2 separate regions of the Mus musculus genome follow, and region 2 is linked to region 1. Evidence: chromatin contacts called from public Hi-C data. All regions are on one chromosome and are shown on one strand. The core of a region is the stretch at or near the end of the contact, and the rest is flanking DNA. Distances in the headings are between cores, read along the strand shown. Region 1 has its middle 21 kb from the start of Gm40047. Region 2 has its middle 17 kb from the start of Gm30402.

Evidence for each region. A called contact is a pair of places that touch in the nucleus more often than the background predicts.
Region 2: a contact with region 1 is called in a Hi-C map of muscle stem cells, with 2.4 times the contacts expected there. The contact joins two enhancer-like sites. A contact is called at or near these places in 10 of 39 promoter capture datasets (the 3T3-L1 cell line, 3T3-L1-derived adipocytes, the C10 cell line and 6 more), 1 of 15 datasets of contacts at CTCF or cohesin (large pre-B cells) and 3 of 484 Hi-C or Micro-C datasets (the C2C12 cell line, muscle stem cells and myocytes).

Annotation. Positions count from the first base shown.
Region 1 is chr3:52,599,743-52,603,125 of GRCm38.p6, reverse strand. No RefSeq gene overlaps it. Among named protein-coding and RNA genes, the nearest start is that of Gm40047, 21 kb to the right of the region's middle. Within about 2 kb of position 1,630, at least 54 of the 459 cell types and tissues checked have an H3K27ac peak or open chromatin away from gene starts, as enhancers often do. A contact at or near this core is called in hippocampal neurons and muscle stem cells, where this site is marked.
Region 2 is chr3:52,973,489-52,976,871 of GRCm38.p6, reverse strand. No RefSeq gene overlaps it. Among named protein-coding and RNA genes, the nearest start is that of Gm30402, 17 kb to the right of the region's middle. Within about 2 kb of position 1,516, at least 32 of the 459 cell types and tissues checked have an H3K27ac peak or open chromatin away from gene starts, as enhancers often do. A contact at or near this core is called in hippocampal neurons and muscle stem cells, where this site is marked.

The sequences.
Region 1 (3,383 bases), core at 381-2,880:
CAGTGCCTCACCAGGTGGCCGGGTCATTCCTGTGGACTCTTCTTGTTGATGCTCTAGGTGCCATGTGCAGAGGGACTGGCCATCCTATTCATCCTGAGGCACCCCCCCCCAAAAAAAGCTTTGTCTCAATTGCAAATGATCTGAGCCAGAAATTTCTCCTCACCAGGAGGATTCTAATGCGTTGCAACACTCCTAACACACCGCAAAGCTGCGTGCATCTCTTCAGATAGATATGGCCGCTGGCAACTTCGCTCTTGACACTTTGATTCTTTTCCCAAGAAAAGAAAGGGACTCCAATTTACTTGGAATAGTTACCCACAGGGAATGGCCACCCGCGGGTGCTTATCGGATAAGATCTCCAAGCGATAGGGAAGTTTAGATTCAATACAGCAAAATGTTCTATGAATCCTGACAAACCCACCAGGAATGGGGTGGGTGATGCATGGTTAGGCTGTTTCCCGTGGATCCGGCTCACAGATTCAGCAAAGGTGGAAAGCACCTGGTCTACTCTAACCATTTTCAGCCCTGACTGCAGAGCTGCTACCTGGAGAGTTTTAGAGGCATGATCTCCTATATCTAGCTCTTAGAACGGCGAGTATAAGATCCTACCATGAGCTGCAGCAGCTCCTCCTCCTCCTGCTCCTCCACCTCCTTTTCTTTTTCTTCCCCTCCTCCTTCTTCCTCTTCTTTTGTTCCTTCGATTATGTGATTTAAACATCAGGAGCTCCCAAGTGTGCCAGGAAGGAGAGTATAACCCTAGCTCAATCCTTCCTATTGTCCCAAACTTGGCTCATCATATGCATGATGCTATCAAAGTGCAGATGATGACTCGAATGGTCAGGGGTGGACTTGGAACTCGTTGGATTTGTTTGTTTGTTTGTTTGTTTGTTTTGTTTTAGTCCCAAATGAAGCAGGTGTTGCTGTTGGTCTCGTGACTGCTCTGGGAGGGACTGAGCCATGTCATCCAGTCCTACAAATAGATGAGTAGATTTCAGGACTGTTTCCCTTTGGTCATTTTACTATAAAGATTAGGGGCCGGCAGGGTAAGGAGATTGGATGGGGTTGGCCTCTGTTCTTAGTCTGATCCTGAGACTTGATTGATATGCAGTCTTGAGCAAAGTACTTCCCTGCTTCCCTTAAATGTAGAACTGGAGAAGAAGCTAACACATGCGCTACATCGTGGTTAGGCCCATCAGATGAATGAGACATGTGGAATGTACTGTGACCTATAAAGCCCTACAAAACATACAAGTTTATTATTACGTTAGACTTTGAAAGATACCAACATTAGCCTTCAAATACTGGTCATTTACATGTGAACACATTTTCATAGTCCTTGATTTCTCCTAAGAAAAATACGCATATATAGGCACACACAAAACAGCTGGTTTTTATCTACTAAGATGTTTTGGGTCTCTCTGTGTATGCATGCATTCACATGTGTAGTGTGTGTGCATTCTTGCCCCATTGCCTGGGGTATAAGGACTTTAACCAAGAGCATTCAAGAATGCAGAGCAAATGTTCGGGAGCAACAGCCAAATTGGTAGCTTTTCTCCTTCCCAACTCCCCACCCGCGCCCAGGAACATGCTCCTAGCCAAAATACGATGGCACAGTGCCCTGGCCAGCTTTACCTCAATGCTCTGTGTGCCTTGGCTAGGCTAAGTACTGAGGCAATGGGTTATGATAGGCCTAGCCAGAGATCGAGTACCATGCCTTCTAGGACCCTAACCTTTGCGGAGGTTTGAGCCTGCAATTCACATAGCCAGGGCCACCAACAACGCTAGCCCTACCATCTGTGAGTATTCATTCCACAACGAAACGAAACCTCTGGCCGAGTCTTGCGCCGCATTTTGGGCACCGCTGCCGAGGTTGCGCAAACACATTTGGCACGGGCCTCGGGGACCAGGCAGTTCTCTGGGTTGAATTGGAGAAACAAAATGTACTTGTCCTACTTCCGAGATGGTGTCTGAGGACTTGGCTCCCTTGGCCCAGGAACTGCCTCCCTGCTGATGTCATTCTGCCACGGAACGGCAAACAGCTCTTCCCCGGGTTCAGCAGTTCAGGAGCAGAAGTAAGAGAAGGTAGGGATCAAAAGGGAACACAAGCAGGCTTGACTCCATCCGGACAGCTTGACCACACACGCACGTTCTTACAGCTGAATCATCTGACAAGAAACGCGTCCTGGCTTTGCATGTAGCAGAAAGGCCAGCTCCAAAACCCTGGGGCAAATTTGACTGGCCACCGAGTTATCTCCCTGCAATGGGGCTTCATGGAGCTCCAGCCGCTGTTCGCTGCTCCATTCGCCCACAGGAGTATCCGATCCCGGAGGCCCAGCAGGACACTTGACACTCAGACTGACTGTTGAAATAATTTCCATGTTGCACTTGTACCCAGCATTCAAATCCCTGCGTAATATCTCAGGCAGCCAGTGATTGCACTTTCTCAGCCAAACTGAGGCGGATCCTGCTGGCCTTTAGAACGTTTCCTAACTCCAGGTTACCTCTGAGCACACAAAGTACCACAGACGGGTCAGGCTCCTGGAAAAGCCATTCTGTAGACACAGCTTTTTTTTTTTCTTCCTTTCCTTGGTTTTAAAAAGCTCGTCTTTTCCATATTTACATTTTTCCACCTGTGAAATCCAGAGTTTTGTAGATGCTCTGTTGAGGTGTGGCCTTAGAGCTGCTATCTCAGGCCACAGAATCCCACTTGAGTTCCATGACAAGAGCAAAGCCACCATGCAAACAGCGTGGGTAGTCACTAGGCGCACGTGTCTATGCCATGTGGGTGCTTACATGAGGAGGTCTTAGGAGACAGAAGAAGCTTTCCTTAAGGACTTGGCCAGCTACCTGGGGACATGTCCTTGGCTGTCCACCAGAATAACTTGGAGGCTCTGAAAAAAAAGCTCCAATATCTGGGCCCTTTACCAATCTGTATGAACTAGACTCCTCTTTGGGAGGAGGCCCCTCCAATGCTGGCTGGAACACAGAATCTATTAGTTACATCTACCTCTCCCCGGTCCACCCCCAACCCCCCAAGGAAAACTAGTTCAGCCCGAGCACTCACGACCCGTGGTTAAGGTCACTCAGATAACTGGAGACCACCCATTTATACTTGTTGCTGCCCAGAGACACTGTTTTATTTAACTCCAGGAAAAATGGAAGCATCTGATGTTGAAGTTGTCCTGTCGGGAAGCCATTTTACAAGTGGTTAAGAGGAAAGGTGCAGGAAGAAGGGACCCTGGGTCTGCTGGTTGAGAGAACGACTTTGGGGCTGGAGAGTTGGCTCAGTGGTTGAGAGCACTGACCGTTCTTCCAAAGGTCCTGAGTTCAATTTCCAGCAACCACATGGTGGCTCACAACCATCTATAATGGGATCTGATGCC
Region 2 (3,383 bases), core at 267-2,766, 370 kb before region 1:
ACAATTTTTCCACCCCATCCTCTGAGATGTTCCCTGAGCCACAGATGTGCGAGCTGTGATGTGGGAACTGTGGTGCAGATGTATCCCTGATTCTGGAGCTGTGGTGCAGATGTATCTGGGATGCAGGAGCTGTGGCACAGATGTATACCTTTGGGGCTGGGCTCACTATCATTGGTCGATCTCACTTCAAACATTTTCTAATTTCCATAGTGATCTCTTATGTTTCCTGGATTAATTGCATGTATTTTACAAACATAAATATTTCTGTCATTTTATATTTCTTTGCATCAAAAATACATCCTGTATTTCAATCCTTTGCATTTTTTTATGCGTACTTGTTCTGGCATACAATAATTATAGTAAATTGTCCTCTTTAGAATGAAGAAATGAAGTCTCTTGTGTAGTTACTGTGTAAAGCATTCTACATGTTAAGATGAGAACTTCATTCATGCCGTTGGCAATCATCTGTATCCTTTGTGATGTTTGATCTGTGAGCTAATAAGCCTTTGCAGCAATCATGAATTTTTGTTTTCAGTCGGTTTGTTGTTTGCTTTATGTATTTTCATCTACTTCTCCATGTTTGAGTTAGACTTATTTCTCCGAGGTGTGATCCACTTGGAAATATGCTGTTTGCATTTTTGCCGTTAGTGTTTTTTAACAAGGAAGCATGGCAAAGACATGTCCTCCTTACAAAGGATGGATAATAAAGATAATTTCCTTGTCTTGCCCCCGCTGTGTCTCCTCTCTCATTGCCTCAGCCCTCAGCTATTAGATGGGTGCCAATGAAGGCAGTCTCTCTGTGAACTACTGGCTGCGGTGCCAGCTGCTAGGATCCACTGGTGCATCAGGCCACACCCTCACAGCACGCTGAGGTTCCTGCCATATTGGGTCTCTCTTCTTTCTGTCTGTAATCAGATGACTTGGAACCTGCTGGCTCTGACTGGATTTTAGCACATGACTTTCATCTGTAAAAGATCCTGGAATCTTACACACTGGAGATGAGCTAGTCTTCCATTTTACAGCTGGAGTACTGCCTCATGTAAGAGGAAGGTGCTATACGCCACATTGCTTTCCAGCCCCCAGGTTTTTTGAGATAAAATGAGAATCCAGGTTATAACTAGATGCACCAGTTTCCCTCTAGGAGGTTTGTCTTTGTTTCTATCGCCTTAACAAGTAGGGAAGCACTTTTCTCGTGTGGTGGATATCTTGCTTATTTTAAAACTCTTTAATCCCGAGCCTAAGCTTAGTGTAAAACAAAGTTTGATTCATACCCAGTAGTAGCCTGAGAAACTTTCATAGAACTTGGGTGGTTAGCAGAGGAATGAGCAGAACCTCAACTCCACAGCTCGCTGCTGTGTGCAGATAGTTACCAAGTATGCCGAAGGAGTCACGTTCTGCTGAGCTATCAGTCAGGTACCAACGGCACCGAGGCTCAAATACCAAGTTACTGCTACCAGGATTTAGCAGCCAACCCTTGCCTCACTGACCAGAGGGGGGCGCCTAGGATCCCTGATAGCTGATGGCAGCCGGGCTGAGACTCAGCAGCTGCTGCCAGGCTAGACTCTGGCTGGGCTACACACCTCTGCCCTCCTTGCCTATCTCCTTGTCCCAGGCCTGGTGCTTGATCTGTGGGGCCACTTTTCCAGCTGAGTCACAACGACACAGCTGACATCACACTCACCTTCCTATGCCTCCAGCAACAACACCCCCACCCCTTCTCTAGCCTGGCAGCCTGGAAGGAAAGGAGTGCCAACGTATTTTCTAACATTTCGAGACCTCCATTCAGAGGCTTCTGGGGTGTTCTGGCACTCAAGAAAAGCCAAAGCAGGAACCCAGTTAGACCCTTCCAAAGGACTGCAGCAGCATCCAGCCCACCCTGGCCTGCACCAGAAAATCTGAGGGAACAAGAGGACTCTTTGTAATTCACACATTCCATCAAGATGGGCCCAAATCAGGTTCTGTCAACTCCCACACCACCCCGCTTTCCCCTGCTCCAAAACCAGAACCATTACATAGCTCAACAGACTTTTATTCAGATCGGAGGCTTTGTTAGCACCAAGGATTTGATCCAAGATTCTCTCTCTCTGTGGGAACTTGCATGGGCACCTCTTCCCCAAGCACCACAGCAAAAGCAGATGGCCGTCTTGGAGCGGGTCAGAAGTCCGGGACTCTGACAGGTTCAGAGTTCTATTTGCCAGGTTGAATTGCTTGTAATTAAAATGCTCCTCCTCCTTCTCCTCCTCCTCCTCCTCCTCCTCCTCCTCCTCTTCCTCCTCCTCTTCCTCCTCATCCTCCTTCTCCTCCTCTTCTTCCTCCTCCTCCTCCTCCTCTTCCTCCTCCTGCTCTGCTCTCCTGAACTTATCCTAGGAATGAGCAGCATTGATTCATGCATAGAAACAGATCTGGCCCAGAAGCGAACGCTACCACTAAACATCAGGGACATCCAGTAGAGATGTCAAGAAAGCTAGTGGGCCTGTGGTGAGCAATTAACCTTCCCCTTGGGCTCGATGTTTCCTACTTTTCAAGGCCATGGACCACAGTCAGGGTTCTGTGTGGTGAGTTGAAGCTGGCGTATGCATCCTCTTGTTTCTCGCCTTTTTGACTGTTCTCTCTCCATCCCCTTGCCTAAGCCATGCCTACAATCAACATTCTTCGTGTTTTGAGTCTTGTTAGTAACACTTCATGACATCAGTTAACATTTATCTGCTTTCTAGTGGGGGGTGGGAAATGCCTCATTAGTCTCGACACTTTAGTGGGTGAGGGCTCAGAGACACAAGCTGGCTTTGCTCCTTCCCGACTGCCTTGTGCTAATTGTCAGACTGCTCTCCAGTTGGAGAACTCACAAGGTGAGGCCTGGCCACGTGCATGCGCATCTTGAGGCAGTATGAATGGCTGGAGTCCCATCAGGAATCTTGTATTTCAAAGCCTTCCAAAAGAAGCAAGCAACAGAGCTTTTCCTATTTGGGGAGCTCCTCGTAAGAGCGATGGCATTCTCTCTGGTTGAGTATGAAATGATCTGCGAAGGGGGTCATGCTGGGACCATGGGCTGCACCCAAGCAAAGCCTGAGTCCTGTGCAGGGAGGGAGGCAGTCGCTTCCATGAGTCACTTTACAGAGTGCAAGCATAGTTCTGCTGGAAGAGCCACGCTCTGATCCTTAGATTTCCCTAGTTCCAGTTCCAGTTCTGAGTTCTGTCACCATCAGTGCCACAGCCAGTTCGTCACAGCAGGATGGAGTGACCATGTCTGGGCAAATCGTGGAAATAAGAGACAGAACACAGGTCCCCCGAACAACAGCTAAGGTTCCCCCGAACAACAGCTAAGGTTCCCCAAATGAAGATGAGATCCGGATTTCACACACCGCCCGACTGAGAGGAGCCAGGGT